Regions from separate parts of the Gossypium hirsutum genome. Here region 1 is linked to region 2. Evidence: chromatin contacts called from public Hi-C data. All regions are on one chromosome and are shown on one strand. Each heading gives the region's core, a stretch centred on a gene start, on an enhancer-like site or on the middle of the called end of the contact. The rest is flanking DNA. Distances are from core to core; before and after follow the strand shown. Region 1 holds the start of LOC107950001. Region 2 has its middle 5.4 kb from the start of LOC107950428.

What was found. Hi-C and Micro-C count contacts between places; a contact is called where the count stands out from the background.
Region 1: a contact with region 2 is called in a Hi-C map of leaf, with 7 times the contacts expected there. The contact joins the promoter of LOC107950001 here to the enhancer-like site in region 2. A contact is called at or near these places in 19 of 34 Hi-C or Micro-C datasets (anther, callus, fibers and 4 more).

What each region holds. Positions count from the first base shown.
Region 1 is chrD03:5,271,441-5,276,056 of Gossypium_hirsutum_v2.1, forward strand. It overlaps LOC107950001, which reads right to left and starts at 1,390. Exons shown (of 2, transcript XM_041089664.1): 1 at 574-1,390; 2 at 89-229. The coding sequence starts at 1,217. The coding sequence ends at 594. LOC107950424 (ATP-dependent RNA helicase DEAH11, chloroplastic) reads left to right here. Exons shown (of 3, transcript XM_041089663.1): 3 at 1-409. The coding sequence ends at 284.
Region 2 is chrD03:5,153,708-5,158,130 of Gossypium_hirsutum_v2.1, forward strand. No RefSeq gene overlaps it. Among protein-coding and RNA genes, the nearest start is that of LOC107950428, 5.4 kb to the left of the region's middle. Within about 2 kb of position 2,629, at least 8 of the 9 cell types and tissues checked have an H3K27ac peak or open chromatin away from gene starts, as enhancers often do. A contact at or near this core is called in fibers, hypocotyl and leaf, where this site is marked.

The DNA of each region.
Region 1 (4,616 bases), core at 140-2,639, 120 kb after region 2:
CGGAGACTTGTACTAGGTGCCATGGGGAGTATCATCCTTATCTGTCATGTGAGAAGTACCGGGAGTTCAAGGAAGATCCAGATATATCTTTGAAAGAGTGGTGCAAAGGGAAAGAGCAGGTAAAAACTTGCCCCGTCTGCGGATATACAATCGAGAAGATCGATGGGTGTAACCATATCGAATGCAAGTGTGGAAGACATGTTTGCTGGGCCTGTTTAGAGGTCTTTACCTGCAGTGATGATTGTTATAACCATTTGAGGGCTGTTCACATGGCGATCATCTAAAACTCGGTTACAGTAATACAATTTAAATAGAGATACATCTAGGTACAGAAAAATAGATCTTTCATGTCAAACAGATTGGTGCCGGTGCTGCGGCTCCAGTAAATGATTTAAACCATTTCACAGTTCCTACCCATGCCTCCATCTCTGTTAATGTTATTATAAACTCTATATCATAGAAGTTGACTTTCGAAATGATTTCCTTTCTAGAATGGGATTATCATTCATATATATATATTTATGTATGTATATATAAATGACAAAAAAAGAAGAGAAAAACAGATGAAAATACCCATTTTCTTCCTTTATCATTCAAAACAAATATCTACAACCAAATGCCAAACCAACACTGGCAATCCCAAGGCAAATAGCCAAAGCAACAATCAATGACATTTCATCCCCATTATTGTTTCCACCCTCAATTCCCTCTTCTACCAATCTTTGCCTCTCTGTTTTATCACAAAAATTCTTATCTTTCTCCACCATTTGTGATTTCAGAACCCAGACTTGAATCTCAAGCAATCTCACCCATTGCCGATAAGCAAACAACTGCAACGATTCTTTCATAAAAGCATCCGATACCCGTTGTTTCTCCTCCGCCAAGTCCGCCGCCTTCCTTTCCGCTTCCCTCGCACGCGTTTGCGACAACCTTAAAGCCTTGAAAATCTCCAACTTCCCATCATCGTTTTTATCGTCCTCTTGTCCTATGATGCTATAACCCGCCCTGTTATTCGACGACATCAACTCCACCGCCTTATCCAACCCAGCGAACACCTTGAGAGGTGGAGGGAGATCACAGTTTTGCATCAAATCAATACCAGACTTCTTAGAAATTAGACCACCTATCATCATCATATCATTCTCTTTACCAACCATGGAATAATTCAATTTCTGATTAAGTTTTGGTGCCTGCGTAGCCATTGCGGGTGTCTCCATGCAGGCAATACACAAACCTCTATCAGTCCCACCTGCGATTCCTTTAATTGGTTTCGATCAGAATAGCTGTGGACCAAAAAAAAAACAGTTGGTGAAAGAGGGAGAGAGAGAGAGAACCGCAAGAAAGGGGAAGTATATATAACTTTTTTATTGTTGAAATTCGTTACTTGCGTGCTTAAACTTGCTTTAAGCTGCAATATATGTTATGTATATAGCGTTTTGGGGTTGGTGAAGCCTCCACTCCACCAATTTTCCAATATTATAATTCACCATTACTTGCCAAATACACTTTAATGTTTTAGCTTACTCACCAAGACTTGGGAGCTTTGCCTTTTATTTTACCTTAATATATGCAATTATTCCTTATATTCTAATATTTAACCACAACTATTTATTTTATTTTATTAAATTTATATTCATTATAATATCATTTACGTGAGTATTTTCTTTTAAATTTTAAAATGTCATATCAATCGTTTTAATAAAAAAATTAATAGGATTAACAATTAAATTTAAATTTTAAAATCTGAAAGGTAAAATTTTTTTCTAAAAATAAAAATATAATGACTAAATTTTAAATTTGTAAAGAGTATGAAAATATATCAATAGATTGAAACCATGAATAAATTGAGGTATCAGTTTGGAGAAGGCCAATAGATTAGTTGACTCGAGAATCAATATAGACCAGTTAAATTAGGTAAAAATCGATTGAATCTAATTTTTTAAATATTTGTTTTTTAAATTTTTAATAATTTATTTAATTGAATCAAACATATAAGTAAGACCGACAAAGTGGTGGCCAAACCAATTCAACAACCAAAATGATTTTAAAACCTTGGGTAAGATTGTTATAAAAATAGCTATCACAAGATTAAATATTATAAATTATAATTTTTTTTTATTTGTTACAAGTCAAAACTTTAAATATAAGATTATTATCCAATACATCATCAGTGAAGTAAAAAAAAACCTACAAATTGATTTAGGTGGATCCCACTTGTTTTTTTAGAGGTAATTTGTTATTTTAGGTGTAACAAAAAAATGTACATGTTATACCCCTACAAGAGTAGGACATGTGGTAGAACATGGAACAAGCCGCAGATGACCCTCTGTTGAGAATAACACAATCCTCTATTGGGAACCATTCGCGATGACCCCTCGCTTAGGGTGATCTATAGAAACCCTCCGCATATCCTAGTTGAATCACCTCAAAAATGATTTGTTACATCCCCCCTCGCGGGGACCACTGAGACACAACAACCTTGTACAACCTCATGGTGGAGAACTTCAAAGCAAGACCATATAGTACACCATATGGTGATAATTGACTTGGAACGACTTTGCCACCTGGTTGAGCACACGATTATTCCTACCCTCATATTGTCAGCTACGTGGTACTACAAGACAAGGGGCAATCCCCCTATATATGCCCCAAAGCACAAGAGACTAAGGATCTCTTTCCTCCCCAAGAAAAATTAAGTATCAGCCTAACCTCCACGTTTTCTTTCCCTTTCTTCTCTTTCCTCTCTTTGAATACCTTAACCCTGGCTTTTTGCCTATCATTGGTGAACTAGTATTCCTATCTTCGTCACATTTTCCTCATTGTTGAGAACCAATATCAACAATTGGTATGGTGAGCGGAGCAAGGTCACTTTATAATCCTCCCTTCAACTAGGAGAAGACAATTGTTATACATAAACATATTACCTACAATATAGATTCCAACCCTTTTATATACACCTATTGGGATTAGGGCAAAAGAAAGTCTTTTAGGGAATTCTTCCTCTACTCTATTCTTTACTCAAAATACATGATACAAACCAGCCTAAGGACTCAGCTGGCTCCAATCGAGATTCTCTCAAGCTTCCTATTGGACCAATCACTCGAGCATGAGCTAAACGTTTTAGGAGTCAATATCAACTTTAATTGGTCAAGTTTGGAAGGAAATTACAAGTGGACTCCTTAGCCATGACCTAGATGGTTCAGCAATGGACATTTTCAACTTATTTGAAGCTGAACCTAACTTAGCTAGCTAACTCAGCTACTAAGACATTTACAATTCATTTACAATAATTATATTAATTTTGTTTAATTTTTTTACAGCCTTAATTATATATTTAATTGTGTTTAATTTGTCTTAGTTAAGATTTAACCGTGTGTTTAATTGTGTCTTAATAGGTTGCTGGAATGGGTAGCTGAACATCTAATTATTCGACTGAACATACATCTATGAATCTAGCTGATTTATTGAAGTTAATTAATATGAAGCATGCATCCGATTGTGTATGAACAATGGGAACTATTTTTCAGCTGGACATTCATGTATCTTGCTGATACATTGAAGCTATTTAATGAAGAGCAATCCACCCAATTGTGCATGTATTTAGAGAGTTGGTTCTACATTCACTCAGCCGAATTATTCATGAACCCTTAGCCAATGATTATGAGCTGATCAGCTAACTTTTCAAGTAACCTTTCAGTGCTTGCTGTTCACACCCTCATAACCGAATGTTCACACCCAAAGACCATTCGGCTTCTATCAAGTACATTCACCAGCTTACTTCTCATACGGTGCACCTCTTAGACATTATCTTCATTCACCGAATCAAGCTACATTCAGCTCACCTATCGAAGCCATGAACCAAAGCTGTTCGGCACCTCACTTGACTGAATTCATTGGAATGTTTTTCATCTAGATATTTAATTAATTCAGCTTAATTACTTTGTATTTAATTCTTGTCCATTCGACTGGTTATTCCTCAGTCTATAAATAGTTCCTTTTGTAAACATTTCAGAATATAAGACTTTGATATATGAAATATAACTTTGTGAGTTATTCACTCTCGTTTTTCTTTGAGATTCAACTTAACTTATCTAGCTAAGCTAGTGGCGTCAAACTTGTTTCTTTTTCTGAACTTATCACTCTTCCGAGTGTGACGTTCATCTTGATACCGTTTGGTTCCTATCTCATTAGATAGAAGGTCACGGTCCGTTTTCATCAACCCATTTTCAGCTTAAAACTTATAAGATTCGAGTCCTTAATCGCTATTAAGGGTTCTTTCTTGTTTTAAGTCCGTTTCTCCATCTTTCCATCAAAATATCTTTATTTTTATCCGCTACTTATTAAACTATCTTCTTTAAATTTAGCCTTTTGTTAAACTAAAACAAAAACTACTTAATTTACGATCGGGAAAACAAATGCCTCAATTACATCCCGTAAGTGAGTTCGTATCATTTGGTATCAGATTTTTTGAAATTAAGTACTTATTATCGTTTTTCATACTCTCGGATTGAAGGAAAAAAGTATTGATTAAAAAAATAGTTCGAATATAAAAAAAAGTATGCAAAATACAAAATTTAAAAAAAAGTATACAAAAGTGGGAGTTCGGGTTTTGTGTA
Region 2 (4,423 bases), core at 1,379-3,878:
GGGTCCAGATTAGAACCATGTAATAGTTTATAGGCACTCCTCACCGAGAACTCCCCTATCGGTTCTCCTCTCCATACTTGAAGATCTTCTTGTTCTGTCTCCGCAAGAGGGATTTGTAATATTTGCTCTGCAACATCTGGTTGAAAGGTATTTCTTATCAGTTCTGTTTTCCAGCTCCTGCTATTTGGCTCAATTAAATCCAAGACTAATTTAACATTTTCATTGTCTTCTTGAATCGTTATTCTGTCAGCTTCGATCCCCGGTATCCATGAATCTCCCCATATGGAAATTTGATCACCTCTCCCCACCCTCCAACAGCGTTCATTATCAAGAAGTCCTCTCGCAACCCATATACTTTTCCAGGTAAATGAAGGTAAATTCCCCAACTGAGCTTTGTAGAAATCTGAATTGGGAAAATATTTTTCTTTCAAAACACGGGCCAATAATGAACTTAGATAATTAATAAGACGCCATCCCTGCTTCGCTAATAATGCAACGTTAAATTTAGCAAAATCACGAAAACCGAGACCCCCATATTCTTTTAATAGACATATATCCTTCCAAGCGCACCAGTGGATACCTTTTTTATTAAATCTCTTTTGCCACAAGAAGTTGGCTATTATTCTATCCAAATCTGTACAAAGTGTCTTAGGGAGTAGAACACAAGCCATCGAGCATGTTGGAATAGCTTGGAGAACTACCTTAATAAACACTTCCTTTCCTCATTGTGAGAGATACCTAATACTCCAACTGTTGATTTTTTGCTTGAGTTTGTCCTTCAAATTTTGAAAAGATAATCTCTTTCTTTTCCCCACCATACTAGGAAGTCCTAGATATCGCTCAAAATCATTAGCTCTTCTGACTCCAAGGATCTGTGAAACAACACTCCTTTCACTCTCTTTTGTATTAGTACTGAAGAAAACAATCGATTTTTCAAAATTCACATATTGCCCAGAACTTGTCTCGTATTCTTGTAGTATCTATTTTAATGAATGTGCTCTCCTATCCGTAGCTTCTGCAAATAAAATACAATAATCTGCAAATAGTAAATGGGAGATAGCTGGCCCTCTTCGACTTGCTTTAACACATTTAAAAACATTATCCTCTTTTGCTAACCTCATTTAAAACAATATTTGTTTTATTAATTGAATGTAACTCCATACCTTCGTTTAATCTTTGGAGACAAAAATTGGAGACGTCATCCCCAACAATTAACCAACACTTTTGATAGAATAAGGCTGGGAAACCATCCTCTCTCGGTGCTTTTGTATGACTCATTCCTAAAAGAGCTTCCCGAATTTCCTCCTTTGTGAACCTTGCCTTCAGTTTAATGTTATCTTCCTCAGAAATACACCTTCTAATACCTGTCAAGATATTCTCAAAGTTATTTTGCCCTCCTGTTGAAAACAAATGTAAAAAGTACGATCTGGAAATTTCCTCCATATCCTTCTATTCATCCGTCTCTCTGTCGTCTTCACCCAGCAGCTTGTGGATTCTATTTTGCTTCCTTCGTTGTGATTCTTGTTTATGAAAAAAAGTTGTATTTCTGTCTCCCAATTTCAACCAATTAATTCTGGCCCTCTGCTCCCAATAGCTTTCATCCTTCTCAATTTCTAAATTCAGATGGATTTTTGTGGCAATAATCTCTGCCAAGTTCTCCTCACTTCTATCCGCTTCAAGCAACATTTCTAATTTTGACAATAAGACCTCATTTTTCATCCTTTTATTCTGTTGGAACCGGACACTCCACCTTTGTTACCCTCGTTTTAAATTTTCTAGCTTCTTCACAAGGTCTCTTATTGAGTTTTCCCAAATACTTTTAGTCTCATCCAAGAATGTCTCTTCCAAAATCCACCATGCTTCAAACCTGAACATCTGATCTGCTATCCTTTTAACTCTGTGATCCGTATCAATAAGAAGTGGACAATGGTCTGAGAATGAATGTGGGAGGTGTTGAATTAGAAAATTTGGAAATAAGTCACTCCATCGTTCTGTTGCCACTCCTTTATCTAATCTTTCTTGGATATTAGTTTCTGGCAGATTTCCCCTCTCCCACGTAAACCTCTTACCTGAATAACCCAAATCCACTAAACAACAATATTCCAAAGCCTTCTGAAATGCTTCCATCCTTCTCTTTTCTCTAGGCAAACCACATTTCTTCTCAAAACCATATAAGATTTCATTAAAATCCCCACAAACCAGCCATGAGTCATCTCCCTGGTTTCTTAATTGTCGCAACAAGTTCCATGATTCCTCCCTATCATATGAATAAGGGGAACCATAAAAACCTGTAAATCTCCACTTTTCTCCACCTCCTTCTTCCTCAATGATCACATCAATATGTCTACTTGAAAAAATCTGTAGTGCAATACTAGCATTCCCTCTCCATGCTAAACAAAGTCCTCCTCTAGATCCAATCGAATCCACATCAATTCCAAAGTGAAATCCACAACTTCTTTGAATTTTTTCCATTTTTTTTGTTTAATTTTGTCTCCATTAAGAAGATCACTTGGGGATAGTGTTTCTTCAGCGAATGCCGAAGTCGATGAACTGTCCGAGGATTCCCCAAACCTCGGATATTCCAACTTAATATTTTCATTGCGATCGGTCAGCTTGCCTCTTAGCAGCCGCCGATAATAAATGATTGGATCCCTGTACTTTCCTATCTCTCCCTTCCATCTCCCTACTATCCTTAATATCCTTTCTCCCTCTCTTTTTTCCCTCTTCTCTTATAATCATCTCATTCTCCAACTCCTGTTCTATAGCCATTTGACTATAATCATTTAAAGGTCTAACCCTTTCTATTTGTGAGGAGAACCCATTACCTTCCAGATTAAATCCTAAAATAGGATCAACACTTCCCCTAAAATTTCCTACGCTTCCCCTTTCATTATTTCCTTCGCTTATTCCTCCCCCAGAACCTCCTTCCTCCCTTAACCATACACTCTTTATTGCTTGGGCTCTCCTTGATTGTGCACGCAAAGATAAATCCCATCCCATCATATCAACTTCAACCCTGCCTCTATTTTTGCTTCACAAAAGGAGTCATTATGTCCAAGACGGCCACAGTAGAAGCAAAAAAGAGTCAATCTTTCGTACTTAAATCTAACATAAGAGCACTTGTTATTAAACATAACCTGCTTTTTCCTTTTGAGAGGGCACCGAATGTCAACTTGAATTCTTATCCTCATGAAATTCATATTTTCTTTCCCCAAACTAGATCCATCGTATTCTTGAAAAATTCCAATAAAATTCCCTAACTGCATCGTTAAATTATCAGAGTAAAACCCAATGGGCATATATGTATTTGAACCCAAAACGGTGATGAGATTAAAGGAACTTTTAGTGGATTTCCCCCCTTGCAACTTGTGTAAAATTAGTAGATGATTATTGAATGTCCAATGATCCCATTTAATAACTCTTTCCATATCAATAACATGGAAAAAATTAAACAAGTACCTTTTTTCCCCCATATCTGTAATTTGAACACCCTTGACCGGATGCCATAGATTAGCCATGGTACTTTTCATTGCTGGATAATGGATGATACTGGCTGTAAGAAAACAACGAACCAGACTAAGAGATTCTTCATTATTAACTAAATCTGAGTCATTTTGTGCTTGCAGGATCTCTTCTTCATCATCATCAAGAGATAAAACCGCAAATTCTGATTCCATGGATGCTGTACTCGAATCCTCCGTTAAAGAAATCACTTCAAATCAATGGAGATGAATGCCGCCAAAACAAGAAAACACAAGAAAAAAACTTGCCAGAGAAGCAGACAGAGACGTGCTAGGGTAGCAGACTATGGAATAAGTTTTAACTAATTTTTAAAAGTAATAAATACTAATTAAATAAATCTAACATCATAATAGTAAAACAACATATATTAGATATTAAAATCACTATAAACATAATTCTTTATAAATCAATGAAAAAATTATAAATGATAAAATAATTGATTCGGATGCAAAGTATTTTTCTTTCTCATGTCATTATTATTACCACGATGCCATGTTAATATTATTTTGGAGTTAACTAATATTCAATTTAGATTATAGTATAAATATAAAGAATATATGATAATTCAATAAAATGATAATATATATAATATACAATTTTAAATAATTTTAAAGAAATTAATATAAATTATTTGTAAGTCTTAATTTGAATATAAAAATCACATTCATAATTTTCAATTAATATAAATGAGGGACAATTTGACACCCAAACCAGTTTTTGATAAGTTACAACTTCAGCTTTTTTTACGACTTGGAAAAACAGTTTGAATTAACGAATTAGTATTGCTAAACAATATACAAAATTACTTGCCGAATAAGGGTTTTTTTTTTAAATATAATGGGTTTAATCTAAAATATCTAACCATCTCATTGGACCTGTCTTGCAGATTTTACGTGAAAAA